Linked DNA regions of Mus musculus: all the other regions are linked to region 5. Evidence: chromatin contacts called from public promoter capture Hi-C data. All regions are on one chromosome and are shown on one strand. The core of a region is the stretch at or near the end of the contact, and the rest is flanking DNA. Distances in the headings are between cores, read along the strand shown.

What was found. Promoter capture Hi-C pulls out the DNA fragments that hold promoters and counts their contacts. Capture Hi-C pulls out chosen DNA fragments and counts their contacts.
Region 1: a contact with region 5 is called in a promoter capture Hi-C map of neutrophils, with 3 times the contacts expected there. The contact joins the promoter of Fmo5 here to the promoter of Gdap2 in region 5. A contact is called at or near these places in 1 of 39 promoter capture datasets (neutrophils) and 1 of 115 datasets of contacts at active chromatin or transcription factors (thymic regulatory T cells).
Region 2: a promoter capture Hi-C map of liver shows a contact between it and region 5, with 4 times the contacts expected there. The contact joins the promoter of Chd1l here to the promoter of Gdap2 in region 5. A contact is called at or near these places in 1 of 39 promoter capture datasets (pre-B cells), 1 of 115 datasets of contacts at active chromatin or transcription factors (thymic regulatory T cells) and 1 of 9 other capture datasets (liver).
Region 3: a contact with region 5 is called in a promoter capture Hi-C map of pre-B cells, with 9 times the contacts expected there. The contact joins the promoter of Prkab2 here to the promoter of Gdap2 in region 5. A contact is called at or near these places in 7 of 39 promoter capture datasets (the 3T3-L1 cell line, the C10 cell line, hippocampal neurons and 3 more), 2 of 115 datasets of contacts at active chromatin or transcription factors (bone marrow-derived dendritic cells and double positive thymocytes) and 2 of 9 other capture datasets (adipose tissue and liver).
Region 4: a promoter capture Hi-C map of pre-B cells shows a contact between it and region 5, with 2.9 times the contacts expected there. The contact joins the promoter of Tspan2os here to the promoter of Gdap2 in region 5. A contact is called at or near these places in 3 of 39 promoter capture datasets (cranial neural crest, hippocampal neurons and pre-B cells) and 2 of 9 other capture datasets (adipose tissue and liver).
Region 6: a contact with region 5 is called in a promoter capture Hi-C map of liver, with 5 times the contacts expected there. The contact joins the promoter of Dennd2c here to the promoter of Gdap2 in region 5. A contact is called at or near these places in 3 of 39 promoter capture datasets (hippocampal neurons, liver and pre-B cells).

What each region holds. Positions count from the first base shown.
Region 1 is chr3:97,626,932-97,630,263 of GRCm38.p6, forward strand. Fmo5 (flavin containing monooxygenase 5) reads left to right here and starts at 1,873. Exons shown (of 9, transcript NM_001161763.1): 1 at 1,873-1,970; 2 at 2,088-2,264. The coding sequence starts at 2,130.
Region 2 is chr3:97,608,506-97,611,458 of GRCm38.p6, forward strand. Chd1l (chromodomain helicase DNA binding protein 1-like) reads right to left here and starts at 1,685. Exons shown (of 23, transcript NM_026539.2): 1 at 1,558-1,685. The coding sequence starts at 1,666. It also overlaps a transcript of Fmo5 not described here.
Region 3 is chr3:97,656,811-97,659,898 of GRCm38.p6, forward strand. Prkab2 (protein kinase, AMP-activated, beta 2 non-catalytic subunit) reads left to right here and starts at 1,402. Exons shown (of 8, transcript NM_182997.2): 1 at 1,402-1,559; 2 at 1,779-1,956. The coding sequence starts at 1,804.
Region 4 is chr3:102,733,600-102,737,003 of GRCm38.p6, forward strand. Tspan2os (tetraspanin 2, opposite strand) reads right to left here and starts at 1,818. Exons shown (of 4, transcript NR_040588.1): 1 at 1,629-1,818. It overlaps Tspan2 (tetraspanin 2), which reads left to right and starts at 1,171. Exons shown (of 8, transcript NM_027533.3): 1 at 1,171-1,466. The coding sequence starts at 1,398.
Region 5 is chr3:100,161,130-100,164,100 of GRCm38.p6, forward strand. Gdap2 (ganglioside-induced differentiation-associated-protein 2) reads left to right here and starts at 1,334. Exons shown (of 14, transcript NM_010269.3): 1 at 1,334-1,536. It overlaps Wdr3 (WD repeat domain 3), which reads right to left and starts at 1,278. Exons shown (of 27, transcript NM_175552.5): 1 at 1,215-1,278; 2 at 1-93. The coding sequence starts at 61.
Region 6 is chr3:103,101,006-103,104,097 of GRCm38.p6, forward strand. Dennd2c (DENN/MADD domain containing 2C) reads left to right here and starts at 1,654. Exons shown (of 19, transcript NM_001384113.1): 1 at 1,654-1,733.

The DNA.
Region 1 (3,332 bases), core at 623-3,122, 2.5 Mb before region 5:
AATTACTCACGACTGTTACAAACTTTACGATTGTAGCAAATAAGTTTCCCAATGGTAAGTCCGGGTCATATCACAATCAGTTTACACGTGGGGCAGCTGGCTTCCACTGCTATCCTTCAGCCAAGACTCAAGTTGGTCAAATTACAAGACGTGGCCTCCTAAGAGAGATAGTTATTGAATGTACGTAAGCAAAATGCAGACTTAGCAAAATAAAATTAGGAAATAAGAAAACATAATAGGATCCAGAGAGATGACTCAGACGTCAAGAACACTGGCTGCTCCTGCAGAAGACCTGGGTTCAGGTTGCTGGTAACCCAACGGCAACTATACAAATAGAAATACAAAGAGAACCATCTGAACTCCAGCTCCAGGAGATCAGGCATAGTCTCCTGGCCTCTGAAGGTGCATGCTGTTAAGACACACATACAGGCAAAAGACTCATACTCCTAAGATAAAAATCAGTCTTCTTTAAGATTACAATGTGATAATGCTCTTACTGTGACAGTTATAGACATTGTGGACACAGTTACTAAGGTTAATCTTCATTGTCAGCTTGGCAGACTGTAGAATCACCTAGGAGATTGGTGGGCACAACTTTGGGAATGTCTGTGAGAGCATCTCCAGAGAGAATTCAGTGCAGGGCAGACCCAAACTGATTATAGGCAGTTCAATCCCATATGGACTTGGAGGCTCCATGCACCCACGATGTGGTAGAGTGTCATAGGTTCCCACTCTTCCTGTTTGCTGTGTTTCCATTCATGTAGACACCGTACTTGGCAGGAGTCTTTCTGAGACAGCAAAGGATTCTCCAAGTCAATGAATTATTTTAAGCAGTTATTTAATAAACAACTGCTTAGTTAAAAAGCAGTTCAACTAACAGGTAACAGCTGGTGTTAAGAAAAAAAGAACAACAGAGAAGTGAGGGAATGGGAGAAGGGCTTGTTGCAAAATCCCTCAGGAGAGAGTTGTGTGTGATGGGGAGCCCTTGCTGGAGCCAGCCTGCTGGGGTTGCATGGCTGGCCTCCCTGCCTTGCTCCGAGTTTTCCAACTGCACGCTGGAGGTGATCATAGTCATGCTTGCTTCCTGGGTTGGCTCAGAGGGTTACATAATTGATTTCCTTTATGTCATTTGAACTATATACAGTAAACCCTCATGTTGACCATTAGGCTGGAAGGGAGATACTGAACCCTGAACCTTCAGAGCCAAGGATCTGCGTTGGTCGCAACCAAACCGTGTTGAGCAAAGTCAGTACACCGGAGTAGTGTTATGCAAGGCCGATAAGGCTTCAGACACAATTCATGCCTTCTGCAAATGTACATTTACATACTGCTGTGGTGCATGAATGCTATAGCTATCTGACAGTTTTACCCGATTTTACATTTGAAAAATTTTAAGTTACATTTAACTGCCCCCCAACCCTCTCTCCCCACCTCCCACCCCCACCCCCACCCCGTCAGCTGAGCACACTGCAATATCAAATTCCTACTGAGGTAGTGGGCTCAAAGATCTGGTCTCTGAAGAGCGGAGAGGAGCCAGGACAGAGCACCTGCTTGAAGGGACTCTGGGAAGTGAACTTTCTTCTTAATGCGGAGCCAGGGTTGCTTCTGAAGGGCTGAGTTTAGCCGGCCCTTATCAATTTGAAACAAAAACAGGAAGTTGAAAGTGAACAAACACTGAAAGAAAAGTGGGAAGGGATGGAGCCTGGAGGGTCGCTCTCCCTATGCGGGTGCTGCTGAGAAGCCGTAGATTAAAACATATATAATATCATTGTTTTCTTCCCCAAGCATTTTTGAGCTGTTTCCTTTGCGTTTACGGAAGAAGGGTGCACGCCCTTGGGTGGGCGGGATAGGAGGTGGGACGGTACAGCCCCTCCCTATTGGCCTCTGCTGTGTTTATATGAGGCGCGGCTGCTCTGCCCTGAGTTACAGCCCTGCTTAGCTCCGAACTAGTGTAGCAGCGCCCTGAGCTGGTACCTCCCCGCGCCACGGTCCCCACACACCTCTTGTTACATTTGTTTGTGTGTCTGGGCCCAGATCTTTTCTGTGGCCTGATGTGTGTTCACTCTCTCATGTCTTTCTTTCTTTAGGACAAGTGACGCAGACCCAACCAGAGAAGCACTCTGGTGACCATGGCCAAAAAAAGGATTGCTGTAATTGGAGCAGGAGCTAGCGGGCTCACCTGCATCAAGTGCTGCCTGGAAGAGGGCTTGGAACCTGTCTGCTTTGAAAGGTCTGGTGACATCGGAGGACTGTGGAGATTCCAGGTAAATCTTCTGAGCCCCTAAGACTTGAAGGACTTGCAACACCCTACCTACTACCAAATGGGCTGCGAATTCCACCTTGGCAGTGGTCAGATTTAAGGCTCCTCTCTGTAGGCTGCCTGCAAAGTGAAATGCAAATGTCACTTATTTCCCGTTTCTGTTGCCACGAAAACCAGACCAGGGGTTTTGTTTGCTTGTGTGTTTCGCTGCTATTCAAAAAAAAAACAAAAAAACAAAAAAAAAAAACAAAAAAAACGGGAAACAATCCGTGAAGTGGAATAGCAAACATTAGGAGTTCCCTGTATGTCCCTGGCTCCTGAAATATAGATTGAACCAAGTGTCTGTTTGCCATGCCTTCAATCTTCTTTTCTATTATAAGCAATTCCTGGAGTGGAGCTGGAGAGATGACGCGGCAGGTAGACCACTTACTCTTTCAGAGGACCTGAGTTCAGTTTCCAGCACCCACAGGATGGCTCACCAGCACTGTGAGCCCAGCTCCAGGGGGCCCAACACCCGCTTCTAACTTCAGACACCAGGTGTGAACATAGCACATAAACATGCATGCAGGCAAAACACTTACACATAGAAAATAAAAATAGATACATCTTCTTTTAAAATCCTGGGGCTGGGGAGATGGCTTTTCTAGAAAATACTAAGTATTTGCTGCAGGAGCAGGAAGCTCTGAGTTCCCTCCTTAGCACTCACAAGGAGAAAGGGAGGGAGGGAGAGATGGAGGGAGGAAAGGAAGAAAGGGAAGGGAAGGGAAGGGAGAATCCTAGTGAAGCAACATGGCTTTGTAATCCCAACTGTGGGGACAGTTGCAGAGCAGTCCTGAGACTTTCCGGCTACCCTGCAAACCAGTCTTCTAGCTCCAAGTTCACTAAAATGTCCTATCTCAAATACATATGGTGGGGAGCAGTTTAAGGGGAACACCCAACATTGACCTTTAGCCTCTACGTGTACTGCAGACACACACAGAAATCGGGGCGGGAGGAGGAGAGAGACAGGACAGGGACAGGGAGACAGAGACAAGAAGAGAGGGAGAGAGACCATGTACACACACACACACAC
Region 2 (2,953 bases), core at 435-2,934, 2.6 Mb before region 5:
ACACTTGTCCTTATACCCACAAATAAGCGCAGTCCTCTCCCCTCATCAAGGAAACTTTCCTTTGACAGAGATGGAGAGCAATAGAGAGGACCACAACCAATTAGAATGCAGAGTGTAGAACTCAGTCCCAATGGATAGATCCACACCTAAGGTATTGTGGAAGAGGGGACAGAAAGCAAGGTCAAAAACTTTGTTGTCAAATTGTGTCTCCAAGTAACACCAGACGCTTTGTTTACACTGTCACCAACATGACTGCCCACACATGCAGATAGTACCAGTGAGCATGCCAAAATGAACAGAGAGGAGCCATTGAGGCCTCAATCCTACACAAAGAACTACAGGCAACTAAGAAAAGCTAAGAGCAATAAAAGGGGTCTTCTCTAGGGAGGAGCACACCAACTGGCTGTCCAGTGCCAACCAGTCAGCCCTGAAACGTACATACAAGTGACACTAAACACACTGAACTAGTATATCTAGGAGTATTTATGTACATAGGTATAAGCATAGGATAACGATTAAGTGGGGGGAGGGAACATGGATTTGAAGGAGAGAATGGGAGGGTTTATGAGAGTGTAAAGAAGTAAAGAGGAGGTGTAACTATAATCTCAAAAATAAAAATTTTAAAGTTGAATATAAATGGAAAATATTAATATGAACTGCTTGTCTTTCACTTCGCCCTCATCGTCATCTGCCCCTCCTCTAAGCTAACGGAACTTTTTTTTTTTTTTTAAAGAACGAGTCTCTCTATTACATAGCCCTGGCTATCATGGAACTAGCTGTGTAGAGCAGGCTGACCTTGAACTCAGAGATCCACCTGCCACTGCCTTCCAAGCGCTGGGTTAAAGGGTGCGCCACCGCCTGGCAGAAAGGCACATTTTGTTGCCTTTCCAAACCCTCACCTTTTGGTGGTACTTGGCACGTGTAAGTCAAGCGCTTCCTTATGCTTTCAAAAGCACGTATCCGCTAGTAAAGAAACTGGGTCCTAGGGCCGCTATTTATTTTGTTTATCTGCTCCCCATACCCCACAGTACTCTCTCGACAGCAACAAATAACGACCACGAGGTGACAACTGGTGAGTCATTATGACTTTCCGTTACACCAGCACTACATTCCCAGCAGACACATAAGGAAAGGAGTCTTGGGATGTGGAATAGAGAGAACGCCGCAGGATGAGGATGCTCCAGGTCCACTGGGGTCTGCAGGCCGGCGGTCTCTAAATCTGGAACCTACAAACTGAGGTCTACACATCTGGAGCCTACACACCTGGGGTCCACACATGTGGGATCCCCTCACTTGGGACTCGTAATGGCAAGTGGGCTTAATACGAAAGCACAAGAGGCACAGGACAGGACAAACTTTGCTGGGCAGCGCAACTTTGAGAGTTCATTAGGGAGCCGCAACAAGTGAGTGCGCATGCCCAGTCGGCAGGGAAACGCAGACTGGGAGGAGCGAGAGCGGCCGGGAAGCTGCTGGCTCCCCCGCTGTCCCCGCGTAGGCCAGCGCTGCCGCGCGCCTTCCCGGCTCCCGCCCGCCCCCGGGCGTCCCCGGCCCGCTCACCAGTCAAGCCCCACTGCTGTAAGTCCGGTTCCTGCACCCGCGTCCGAAGCGGCTCCGGCCCGTGTTCGGCCGGCAGCGCCTGCAGGAAGCGCGGCAAGCCGCTCGCCATCCCGAGAGGCCCCGCGCCTTCGCTCCCGCGCGTGCGGAGTACAACGCACCGCCGCCAGAGGGCGCAGCTCGCGCGCCTTCCCACGCTTCCTTAGCACGCAGGTGCGGAAGACTCTGGTCTAAGTGTGCGTCTGCGACTAGGACCTAGAGGCTGCCTTTGCTAAAAGCTCTGACTCCTAACTTGGGTTGCTTGGGTAGCTAACAGCAAGCTCAAAACTTGGCAAGCTCCCCACCCCCCCTTAATTTCTTATCTGTCTTCTTTAAACTTTGGGTCCGATTCCTGAGCAGCTTTCCATGTTTTCAGTTACGATGCACATGCCTAAAAACTAGTACTACAAGGTAGATACGTCTTATATTATCTAACCTTTTTCTTCATGTATGACTAAAAACACCAAAATAAGATTAACTTTATCTCTTAAAATGTGTAGTGACAAGATACATTCAAAGAAAAGACCCTGGTGGTACATTCCTGTAATCTCAGCATTGGGGAGGCTGAGGCAGGAGAATTTGTGAGTTCAGTCTAGCCTGGGCTGCAAAGCAGGAAGGTGTCAATAAATAATAAAGATCAAAGCTCAGTTAGCAGAATGCTTGCCTCGAATGTACCAAGCCCTCGGGTGGGGCATGAGGGTGAGCACCTGTAATCCTAGCCCTAGGGAGCTGTCGGCAGGAGGACCGGAGCTCACGGTCAGCCTCAGCTACACAAGTTTGAAACCAGCCTAAGGTGCAGTAAACCTTTTCTTAAAAATAAAGTGCGAGAGAACTTCCCCCCCCCCCATCCCCTCAAGATTCCAAGAGTAGCCATTCAAACAGAACATCTATGTGTGATAAAAACAAAAACAAATAACAAATAACTAATGGCCACGTTGTCCTAAGAAGGACCAAGGCTGGCCCCACTATGCAGAAGTAGTCCTCTAATGACTAAGGGACTTTACCCATCCCGTTATACAGACTTCTCCAGGAACACACAGAACCAGAACTGAGGTACAACCAGATCAAGAGGGGAGATGTCAGATACACCAAGGTCATCGCACCCCTCTGTGATCAATTATCCCGTTATACAGACTTCTCCAGGAACACACAGAACCAGACCTGAGGTACAACCAGATCAAGAGTGGAGGTGTCAGATACACCAAGGTCATCGCACCCCTCTGTGATCAATTACGTTGAGGTTAAAGATTAACTCAAAAAAAAAAAAAAAAAAACAGTTCTCAGTGGGTACTTGAAGTTTCTTGTTTATAATATGAACTACTAGTGGGCTCTTACAAGAACATAGTGTGTTATCTGTCCC
Region 3 (3,088 bases), core at 152-2,651, 2.5 Mb before region 5:
GAGCAGGCTGACCTTGAACTCACAGAGATCTGCCTGCCTCTGCCTCTCAAGTCCTGGGATTAAAGATGTGCCACCATGCCCGGCTCAGTTCCCTTTTTTTATTCCACTGCTTTTAACTACCTCGTGATCTGAAGTGGCTGCTGGAGCTCTGGCCATTCTATGGACACCCTATACACAAAGAAAGAGAAACGGAGAAATTCTACTTACCATTTCCCCCTATCTATCTATTAGGGAGGCTAAGAAATGCATCTCTGTGGAGACAGACAACATCCTAAGGTTAGAGTCAGTGCTTCAGTAAAGAGGAAGGAAATCAATGTTAAGGTAGACCTCCAACTCTCTTTGCTACCTCACTGTTCCTTTTGAGTAATTACTTTCATTGTTTAAAATGTTAATCTATGTTTGAGTGTTTTGCCTACATGTTTGTATGTGCACCTGAAGGTGTTGTAGCGCCTGGAACAGATGATTATGAGCCACCTTGTAGGTGCTGGGACCAAACCCGGGTCCTCTAAAAGAACAGTAAGGGCTCTTAACCACTGAACCATCTCATCAGGGTTTATGACTTCTAATGGCTTTATGGTCGGCCTCATCTCACCGATCTACACACTTGTCTAAGATTCTGCCAGTGCTAATGACTGCAAGACCACTGAAACCTCAGTGGCAGACACGCTACTCTCACAGGACACCTCTCACTGTCTCAGCTCACTCAGTCTCTCCTGTGTCCAGAGTTCTTTGACCCCACTGGGCCCTCCATCAGCCTATTTTATCTTCACTTCCAGCCGACTGGTTTCAAAACGCTAGTCCAATAGTATATTCCCAGCCTACCTGTGCTCTCACTCATTAGCTGTTTGCATTAATCCACACAGCTAATCACAGTAACAGAAAACACCGCTTTGATGAGTTTGGGCATCACATAGAAGTAAGTCTTCTGCAGTAACTGCCATCACGTGTCTAGTCAATTCTCTGTCCTACTTTTTATTTCATGCCTCCTGGGACAACTAAAAAGGTTGCTTGGTAGAGGCGTACGCGGAATATGAAAATGTGGATCCACTATGCACCGCTGTCCAGTCGTTTGAGGTGATCCTGTTAAAAGTGCAGATTCTAATTCTGTACCTAGGGCACGGGGAGGCCTCGGATTCGGCTTTTCTAATAACCGCGTGCCCCATGGATAGACAAACTGCTTAGGAAGACAAGACGCCCCACTATCAAGCCCTGGGCGGACAGTTCACAGCCCTAATCCCGACCCGGACCCCACCCTCGGCCCCGCCCCAAGCCGGAGCTGCGCACGCACCCACCACAGAGGCGGTGCTGGTGGCTAGAGAGGCAGGCGACCCAGGCTGAGGAGGGGGCGGGGCTGGAGCGCAGGGGGCGGAACAAGAGGCTCGGTGGGCGGGGCCAGAGGCAGAGGCGGTACCTCGTCGCGGGCCTTGTAGCCATTTTAGGAGGAAACCCGGTTCGCTGGTTTGGGGCGCGGCTTCAATTTCAATAACTTTATTGGTCTCCTTGTACGCCGAACAGCCGGCGTGCGTGTAGCCACGCGAGCCCGGAGCGCATCGCCCGAGGTGAGCGGCGTGGGGGGTGTGCGGGACCGGGGCTGTGGGGCAGCGAGGGCTCCCGGAGCCGGTTCTCCGAGCCGAGGCGTCCGTGAAGCGGGTAAGGGAGGGGACCCCGGGCGCGGTCCCCTGCGGCGGGGATTCCCTTCCCGGGCGCAGGGGCGGGGCCGGGGCGCCCCTGACGCAGCCGCGGGGGTGTTCCCCGCCTGGTGTCATTCCCCGCGGCAGGTTGCCCCCGACTCGAGCTGCAGCCATGGGAAACACTACCAGCGAGCGGGTGTCCGGGGAGCGCCACGGAGCCAAAGCTGCTCGAGCTGAGGGCGGCGGCCATGGCCCGGGAAAGGAGCACAAGATCATGGTGGGGAGCACGGACGACCCCAGCGTCTTCAGCCTGCCCGACTCCAAGGTGAGGTAGCGGGGCTGCCGGCAGCTCCGCCCTTCTTGGTTCTTCCTCCTCATTCTCAAGGGTTATGGGCTTTTTAACTAGAAGGCTATTCCGCGGATAGAGATGCTGGGTGCTAATTCCTCCTAGATACTACCTCAAATTAGGATAGGGGCGCGGAGTTGTTTTCCTGCTGCTCAGAGTAATCTGTGGGCCAACCTTTTAGGACGAGTACCAAAAACCCATCCCCTGCCAGCCCCATCCTTGGATCTACGTGCAGGTTGCCCTCTTCCAGAGCTTGCAGGATGTATAGGTTGTGAGCGCGGGTGGAAACTTCGGAGGGTGCGTTGTCTGAGCTATTGAAAAGGGCTCAGTTTCTCACATTGGCCTCAAGATAGCTAGATGACTTCTCCCTGAAAATGTCTCTGTGTAGGTCTCCTTCTTGCTCTCTCTTACGTGTTCTGCATCACCTCTTCGATCCTCGTCCACCTTTGTATGGCTCTGAGCTGCCATCAGTTGATTACTTGAATACTTTCCCCTAGTCTTGGGGATCCATATAGGACATCATTTGGTTAATGGCTCAGATCTTTTTTTGAAACGTGCCGTTTTAAAATGTAGCTGTGAGCTTTGCACAGGAGAGCAAGTCACTTTACTTCACTCCTCAGAAGTACTTCAAAACGTTGCCCGGGGCTCAAAACCACCCTCTACTGACCTGAAGCCTTAGCTCTCAATTCCATAGACTTGGAGCCAGAGGCCACTTTTGGTCACTCAAAAGAAGAGCCAGATGGAGCTGACAGCAGTGTGATTGCTACCCTAATGTTCCTAATCACTTAGAAATGTCAGCATTAAATACATGTAATTTCTCCCGGTAGACTTTCTGGAGTGAAAAAGAAAACCCGGCCCTTGGGGATGGGGTGGGGTGGTGGACATTTATCACTTCCCAGTGAACTGAGGCTTAGGATAACAGAGTTTTATTTGCCACTTTGATGGCACATGAAATTTGAATTACACACCTTATTTTCTCCGATCGAGATTGAGAACGCCGTTAGAAAAGTGCGTCATTGAACCGGCCATTTCTTGGGGTTCCCTCTTCCCTGTTTCCTCTCCTCTAGGATTCCTCCTCATTTGGGCCCTGGACTCAGCCTAGATTTCCTTC
Region 4 (3,404 bases), core at 568-3,067, 2.6 Mb after region 5:
TCTCTCTGACTCCTGCTCCCAGGCTAGGTTGTACTTCCTCTGCTTCCTCCCCTGACCCCCTGCTCTCTCTACTGGCACCTTTTTGTTTGTTTGGTTTTGGTTTTTTGAGACAGGGTTTCTCTGTATAGCCCTGGCTATCCTGGAACTCACTCTGTAGACCAGGCTGGCCTCAAACTCAGAAATCTGCCTGCCTCTGCCTCCCAAGAGCTGGGATTAAAGGCGTGAACAACCACTGCCCAGCTACTGACACCTATTTTACAAATTAGGATCAGGTCCAGTCTTCTTGAAAAGCCTTCCTTAGTCAAGGCAGAAGCAGTCTCTTGCCCAGCTCCTAGCCCACCCACCTCACCTTGTTCCAAAAATTTGCTTACAGATCTGTGCCCTCCAGTAAAGATGTGATAGCAAGCCTGGCATTCTTCTGGTGTCCCCAGGGCTTGCTACTATGCCTGGCCTATAATTGGCACTTAGAGTGTTGCTAAATTAATGCACAAGCTCCCTGATTTTACACTTTCCTGTCTCCCCCGTGCCGTCTGACACCACATATTGTAGACACTTAGTCAACTGAAGTGAATGCCCGATTCTTCACCAGTCGCCTAGCTTAATAAAAACAAAGCAAAACAGAACTCGCTCCCTTTCCCTGATCTACACATCTCAGTCTAGACCCTAAGAATCTGGACTTCTTTCAAGGCCCCCGATCTATCAAACCTAGCAGGATGTGAGTGAGAGGTCTGACTCCCTTTCCCTGATCTGGTGGGCTGGACTGGGCAGGGTGGGAAGCAGTGTCAGGGCCCAGGGCCTCCGCCTGGCGCGCCTACTCCCAGTTCTTGCCTATTAAGGTAACAGTCCTCTAGGAACGCAGCGGCAGGAGGGAGGGTCCCCAGCAGCGGCCTCCGCCCGCGGCCTGGGCGCTTGCAGGACTCTGCTTAACTGCAGCCCTGGACACTCTGCCTGGCGCCTCACCACAGAGTCTCTACCGGCTTCACCGATCCTATTAGCTTTACCATCTGAAGTCACCTCCCTAGGTTTCCATAGACACGCAGGATAACTTCAACCATCATCGAGGGCCTCAAGGGAGTCTGGGCACCCGGCACTGATTAAATGGACCCCGCGTTCCGGGTGGGCGCACATATGCTCGGATAGCTACAGGAGCCCAAGCCCACCAGCGTGGACGAAGGTGGTGCTACCTCCAAGGGCCGGAGCGGGTGCGTGGGACCGGGATCTCCACCCCAGGGCGCCCCAGCCACAGCCAGCTGGCCGCTCGCGACCAAATCCCCGCCCGCAGACCACGCCCACAGGTCACGCCCCTCCCAACCCGCCCCGCCCCTCCACCGGCGCCCGCCGCTCCCGGGGCTCGGCGCGGGCCTGGGGAATCGGGAGCCCGCCGCCGGGGTCGCAGCATGGGGCGTTTTCGCGGGGGCCTGCGGTGCATCAAGTATCTGCTGCTCGGCTTCAACCTGCTGTTCTGGGTGAGACCCGAACCGGCGGGCCGGTTAGGGGGCCAGGGTCCCCGGGGAGGTGACCGCAATAGAGTTGGGCCATAGGAGAGGGCAGGATGTTCAGAGGCGCTAAGCAGACAAAGAGGGAGGGGACATATGGAGGGGGATAGGACATAGAGAAGCTTGAGCTACCAGAGGTGATGAGAAGAGGAGACACGGTGCGATGCTCCCCCGAAAGAAGCCATCATCTTCGGCGGCATCGCCCGGCGGGTGGCGCCAGGTGCGGGGATCTAGCGGGCCCCAATATTCCGAGGGCTGGGGGCCTGGCGGCCCGTGCTCCCTGCATCCTGCTGTGTACACACACCCACTTCTCGCGCTGCCTTCTCTGGGGAACCCGGCGGCCGGGCCAAGGCTCTGGGAGGGAAATCCCTACCGTAGGGCTGCCTGGGGTGGCGCCCCAACCAAGAGTGTGCGGACACGCCGCCTGGCTCTGGTGGTTTGTTGGGAAAATAACGGACAGTAGAGAAAATTGAAAGAGTGGGGAAGATCGTCCTTTTCTTGGGCATTGGCGGGGGGGGGGGTCTTCTGGGTGGGCAGTGGTGGGTGCTCTTTTACGAGGGGTTGGAAAATGGAGGGATTTTGGAAGAGCAGCAACATCCCCCTAGGGTCCCTGCGTACAACCAGTACTCTTGAAATGATCTCATTCAACTTTGCAGGGTGGTGTAGACCTGGCAGCATTCCCTGGGTAGAGATGCATAGAGACAGCCAGAGAGAGTGCCATGGCCCCAGTCTACTGTGTTAGCAGGGCATAGTTAGAGGTGTACCATCCCTGGAATACTCTCTCCCGAGCCCTGGAAAACGGTCAGAGGCCCATTCTGCACAGTCCCTATTGGCCTTCCAGTAACAGAATGCCAGCCAGTGTAGCTGCTCAGATAGACCCTGAGGGAAGACACGAGTCTCGCTTCAGGGGATGTGGGTAACTGCAGGAGCAGAGATGCTTTGGGATGCTTTGAAACCACTGGACTGGCCGCGATGGTTGTCCCATCTGCTCTGAGGAGGCTGGATGGACGATAAGTAATAAATTATTGAACGATGGGCCTCACTTGTGACTACCAACCCATCAGCCCTGAAGCCTGGGTGACTCCAGCAACTCTAAGCTCTTCAGAGACTGCGTGGCCATGACCAACACTGGCTAGCAATGGACAGTCTGGAGGCAGTACCTGGGGACATCCCCTGTATTTTAAAAATACATATAGACTTTGTACAACTTGGCTTTTACACCCATCACACTCCAGGAAGAAGACTTTCTGAGCGCCCTTGTGCTGTATTGTTTGTTTGTTTGTTTGTTTGTTTGTTTGTTTATAAGTCTGGCTTAATTTCGAAGGCTGTTAATTATAGGTGCCATGTTGCAGTGACACCCGTTACTCTCACTGCTTACAACATACTTTGTGTGAGCCAGGGAGGGAAGTCTCTCAGGCTGGGTTTAGTGCTTATTTTGTGCCAGCTTCTCCAGACTTATCAAACCTTTGCAGTGGGTTAGGGACAGTGCGCATGTGCAAGCAGGGCATCCCCATCTTCATAGACGAAGACGTGGGGGATCAGATAGGTCCCACAGCTGTTGAGTGGCAGAGACAGGACTCAAAGGCTGCCTCCTCCATCTTCATCCTGTGGGAGGTTCAGTCACCCAGCTGTCCTCAGAATGTGGCTCCTGGGTCAACAGCATCAGGGCTCCCTGGGGAATTTTCAGAAACATATATTTTCACTCAGCCCGGCTCGCTGAATCAGACAGTGTTGGGGAGGAGCCCAGCAAGCTATTCTAGAAGGCATCCAGGTAATCTGAACCCACGGGCATGTTTCAGAATCACCATCAAACAACTACTAGATAGATGCTGTTCCCAAAGCTGCTACTACAGCTAAGAGAACAGCCCACAGAGAACAACAAAAACAAAGTAAGGCAGGGTGACCAAG
Region 5 (2,971 bases), core at 84-2,583:
TGCCAATCAAGCCAAAGACAGCACTAGCCACATAGCGCAGATACTGTTTAGTAAGCCCCATGCTGGGCTGTCTGATGACACCGGGAAGGCAATCTGTGTAAATAAACAAAATTCAGTTTTTGCAATACAATGACTCTGCACAGCTAACAAACAGGAACCTTTTTTTTTTACATGATCAAAAGCATGTAACTTGGCACAGATGGTAAAGTACCTGCTGTAGTACCCGCACCCACACATAAGGCCAGGCACAGAAAAATGCAGGTCTATGACCCCAGCACAGGGAAGGCAGAGAGAGAGATTCCTGGGATTCGAAGAGACCCTGTGTGTAGATCAGAGGAAGCCCAGAGTGAATGGGTCCTGCTGACATGAATGTAGCCATGTCAAGGACTTCAATGCCCCAGACCAATAGGAGAGGCATCATGGTCCTTTGGTTCAAGTGGGATGTTTACAGTGTTCCAGAAAATGTTCACCATAGCCTTCTTCCCTCCCACCACACCACCATGTGTACTGACTGAAGACTGCTCCCCACAGACTGTCCCTATTGCAATTAGATATTATCTCTATACAATCACCCTGTCTCCTTGTTCAGTTGTAAGCAATAATCCCCTCTTCATTTTCAACTGTATATAATAAGCTCGCAGAGCTTATGGGGCTGCTGCAGTTCCTCTATCCAAAAGCTCAGACCAACCGATCTCAGCTTTTATGCATGTGTGTTCATGTGTCTGCCTTTTCTACCCAGTTTTCTCTTCCCTGCACTTTCATCTCCAGTTTGTCTTCAACGAGCTGCTGCACTGGTTTTCTATCTAGCACTTCCACGTCCACGATTTTCGCTTCAAGTCATAGTAACACGCTTGTTTATCGTTTTCACATGCACTGTACCTACCCGAGGGCTTTAAAGCTTATTTCTCAAATAACTTCGCTTGTTTTCCTTCCTGCGACCTGGTCACTCTCAAACTATCCCCCGCACCTAAGTTTCTATTGCACATCATCCCCGAAATAATCCAAGGAAATCGGGCAGTTCCAGCAGCCTCGCACTCCGGCCCGGGGGCAGCGCGCGGCCTCTGGGTTCTGCGATGCAGACGGCCGCGGCAAAGGGCTTCTCCCCGGCCTCCCTAGTGCCCTTAGCGCGGAGTCCCTCGCCGCGTCGGCTCACCGTGAACACCACTGTGCGGGGAACCGCGCCCCGCGATCCCTAAAGAGCCAGCAACACTCACCTCACTCTCCACGAGGCTCCAGCAGACAGCGCTGCCTACGAGACCCGCCACTTCCGGTCCGATTGGAAGTTTCTTCCGCCCGGCGTTTCCCTTACCTTCTAGGCGGAAGTGACGGCAGAGCGCTGTGATTGGGTGGCGTGGCGGAGAGGAAGCGGGTACCTTCGCTGTCAGATCGCTGTCGCCAGTCACCCTGGCCTCTGGAGACCGGTTCGCTTCAGCCTCCGCCTCTGGCAAGCAAAGTGTACGGATGTCATCCGCCTGAATTCTGCCACGGATCTGAGTGAGCTGCGGGCCGCCGCCCGGATGGGCCCGCCCGAGCGCTGTGAGAGAAGGGCGAAGCCGGGAAGGGAGGGCGACACAGTCGGGTGCGGCGGCTGGGAGGGATTGGGCTGGCGGGTCCTCCCGGGCTTTGGGCTTCGCACTCAGGGTAGGTTGGGTCGCCAAGCTCTGGGGACGCAGGTCCCCGGGATTTGCTGGGACGCGGTGCTGCGAGCAGCCCTGCGGGTGGCGGCTCTAGCAGAGTCCAGCCCGTCCTATAAATCGGGTTCCCTGTGGTCAGACGCTGAGCCCAGGATGCTGAGTTGTAAAAAGACCCCGCAGTCCCTGGAGTGACATTGACCTGGCTTTGTGTTTCCGCTTTCAGGTCACTTGAGAGGGAAGTGACCCTGGGCTTACTGGTCCTTAATTGTAGACTGAGACTGAGCCACTCTGTTAACGAGGAAATTAGCTTTTCTTCTCTTGCCCCCTTTTATCCTTGGGCTGGTCTAGAAGTTTTAGAAACGAGGTCTGATGTCTGTAGCTGTCTATATAACTGTACGTATAACTATACAAAAGAATTGATCCCTGCCATGGTTTACTGAACCTCTGTAGCCAACCTAGAAATTAGACATGTAGACAATTGTAGCTGACAGGTAGACTTGTCTTCCTTATTTTTTTTTTTTTTTTTTTTTTTTTTTTTGAGACAGGGTTTCTCTGTGTAGCTCTGGCTGTCCTGGAACTCACTTTGTAGACCAGGCTGGCCTCGAACTCAGAAATCCGCCTGCCTCTGCCTCCCAAGTGCTGGGATTAAAGGCGTGCGCCACCACGCCCGGCCTTTCCTTTTTAATTTTAGCTACTATTTACTGGGTAAGATTTTCTTAGTGATTTAAAACATGTCCAGCTCATCCTCTGTGTTTAAGAAAATTGTTTTGAAAGAAGAATCATTTGTAGTGGGTTGGATGAAAAGAAGGCAAGAAATCGTGATGATAAATTTATTCCAGGCTGGGGAGGAACATTTGGATAGATGTGTATGGACCCTACCTCCTGTAGATGCTGTGCATTTCCTTGTTAGAGATGGGAGATGTGTGCTTTGGTGGGGAAACAGTTTAGAAGATTTCAGGCCTGCCCAACCTTTAGACATTGCCAATTGATGTTGTCATCTTTGGTCGTGGGATCAAAGCCAGGTTTTGTCCACAACTTTAATACCAGCACTGGAAAGCCAGCCTGGTATGATATAGAGTGCTGCATCTAGCATCCCTATCACCACCCCTCCTTAGACAGAGTCTCACAAAGGCCCTGTTCTGGAGCTCTCTGAAGACCATGTTGTCCTTGAGCTCACAAAGATCCACCTGCCTCTGCCTACAGCATGCAGGAATTAAAGGCGTGTACTGGCCCGCCAGGCTAAACTAGCACACCTTAATCTTACATATTTTCTTATCCAGTACTTTAAGATACATTTTCTTATCTAGTACTTGAAGAACAACATTATTATTTTAAGT
Region 6 (3,092 bases), core at 404-2,903, 2.9 Mb after region 5:
TTTTTTTTTTTTGGACACCAAAAGTATAAGAAAGATTTCATTCTACTTTCAAGTTTTTCACCCCTGAGGTTGTGAGATGTGTGGAGAGCACATCCCTCAAGACTTATCACAATGAAATTCGAGCAAATTCCTGAGTGTTTTCACTTTCTGCACAGGTAGCCGTGAGCTTAGGTGTGCCCCTTGGGACGTGCTCATACTAGCTGTGGGGTAAGACTCCTCTTCCCCATTCTTGAAGTTCAAATTGCTTTTCGGGGAATATTTATCAAGGACCTGATTTTATTTCATGTTGGCTTCCTAGTCACTAAAATAATACAAATTACTATGTATTATCTTCAGACTTAAAGGACACCTCTCACCATTAGGTGTAGCTCCATCCTACCCATGAGAGGGCAGTAGAACACATGCATGTTAATTAACGTTCATCTTGGAATTCAAATCTTCATCCTGCTAAAGAATCTTCGTGGATGCAAACTTCAAAATGTAAATCTTAAAAACGCTGTTTTAGTCCCGAATTTCACCTTGTACAACTATCTGTGATACTTTCCAAACAGACTAGATTAAATGCCACTTGTGTTGGCTCAGGACTATGCTTGCACCCCAGAAGCAGGGGTAGGAGGATAAGAAGTTTGAAAAATAATAAAGAACACACATGTCTACATTTAAAGACATACACATTAGGTAAGGGATCAATGGAGTTTGCAATGTATTCCAAACCATATTTACATTTATTTCCTCACTGGAGTATTTTAAAGGAATTGTCAATACTTCTCCCTCAGGTAGAAAGTAATCCTTTTACTGTCCCCACCTCATGTCCCCACCTCATAGCTTCACAAGGGATTGGGACTTTTTTTTTTTTTTCCAAGTCTTGGTTGAGTTGGCTGGTGACAGTCATCCGCGATGTGTAATTAAACACCTCTCTGTGGCAGTCTTCTATTTTGGTACCTCTGTGTGAACAAGCCAGGGAAGTTTGGTTACCAGACACAAGGTCGGATGGAGTGGGTGGGGTGGAGTGGGGCGGGGCGCGGTGAGGTGGGGCAGTTAGATCGTGCTGGGAAATAGGTTCCACTCATCCCAGTCTCGCAGAGTGAAACTGGGCTATTCTTGCAGCAGGCACAGAGCCATGTGCATACCTGAGCAAGATCGTGTGGTAGGGAGAATTTAAGCGTGAGTCTCAAGTGGGTGTGGCAACCCAGTCGGCACCCGGACTAGGCACCAAAGGCATCCGGCTTGTGATTCCAAACCCGGGGCCAGGTGCGTTATTGGCATCTCTTTACTAGCTGGCATTCCCGATGAATGTTTGCTCCCTGAGCTGCTTTGGGGTTTTCTTAAAGAAGTTGCTGTTTGGCTCCTCTGGTTCTACTAGGCTCTGCCTTGCTGTAAAGGTCTGTCTCGTGTAGTCGCACAGACCGTAGATCCGGAGATAGAGCTTTGGCTCCAGGCCTGGGCAGGGGCTGCACCGTGGAACCAGCGCGGTGCAGCGCACACTGGTACCCCAGCGCTGGGGGCGGAGAGACCGCCTGGCGTGGGTTCCGAGCCTTGAGGAGAGCCCTGGAAGGACAGAGCCTTACTGGGTGAGCTCGGGGGCGTGCCCAGGCAAAAGAGGGCGTGTCTTAGCCTGGAGGGCGGGGACTGCGGAACCTGTGGGGGCGGGACGAAGATGTGGGCGCTGGATCCCAGAGGCCACCGACGCGAGTCTGGGATCCCTGCGCGAGGCGGCGTCGCGGCCCAGGCAGGTAGGCGACGGGATGCAGCGAGGGAGTGGGGCCATGGGGCCTCTGCCGCTCAGCTGTTGGCGTCGCCCCATGGCGTCCCGTGTGTTCGTGGTCAGCCGAGAGCTGGGTACCTCGGGCCAGGGGAAGGCGGGTGTCAGCCTGCGAGCCGCGGGCGCGGTCGGGGGTGCAGGGCCGGGGAGCCCAGGCGCTCGCCGCCGCGAGGAAACGCGCCTATCAGGCGGTCTTGAACTTGGACGTGCCCGGACGGAGCACTTCAGACAAGCGGTAAAGCGTGTGTTCGCGCGCTTTGCTTCGGAACTACGGGGCAGGCACGATAGAGGAAGTCGTCAAGTAGTTTTTTAAGATAAAATTCCTACAGTGGGACTGGAGTAGGACTGTGGAGTAACCAGGAGAGAAGATGATGATTAGATTGTGAGTCAAAAGGCTTCGCTCTGGAGCTCAGAGCCGCAAACAAACCGTCACACCTCCGTCAGGGTTAACTCTAAGAGGTGTGTGTCCCCGGAGTGCAAAACTGGGACGCTCATGGGTTCTCATGTTCTGAGAGGAATGACAGTGTTCTACAAATGTCAGGCATTGTTGTTTGATACACACACACATGCACCCCGGAGCATGTGTAGTTTGTAAAACTACTAAGTGCCTAGTACAGTAGGCACCCTGGTAAACCTTTATCCCAAAGCTACTACTGATTCGCCTGTATTGTTAGAGAAAGTTCTAACTTCTGTTTACTATGTAAATAAGTTATCTAAGCGTCATTTCCACATAATCACCATTGTTTGAAGAGCAGAGCTATTCTTAACTGAGTCATGACATTTTCTAAAATAGCATGCTATCTGTATACCGTAGTGCAATCATTTACCATGAAGCTTGTACCAATCAGAAAATCTGTTACTTTGCCTTAGATTAGCTGAAGGTATTTCATAAAGTGAGCTGAGAGTACTGCCTCAAAACAAGACTTTTATTTTGCAAATTCAGGGGCTGCTTATAAAAAGATCTGAGTTCTCTAAAACAAAGTTAATGTGTGGCTGTGGCATTTGTACAGTTTTTATTATAGACATTTGTGTTCTCTACTTGTGTGTGTGTGTGTGTGTGTGTGTGTGTGTGTGTGTGTGTGTGTATTTTAGGGAGAGATGGGAAATTTAAAAAGGAATAGCAGTCTGTAACCATGAGGTTTCTACTAGGGATACGTAAGAGTGATCTGGAGTATTTTCAAAGACAGAAACCAGCAACTGTAGTAATTGTGTCTCAAGGCCTCTTGTTAGTCTGTTAAATGTGGCAATTGACTTTTTTTAGATGCAGAAATATCAGTGTTTTTGATTGAGAACAGTAGGCAATTTCTTTCCTTTTCTTATTTAAAATTTA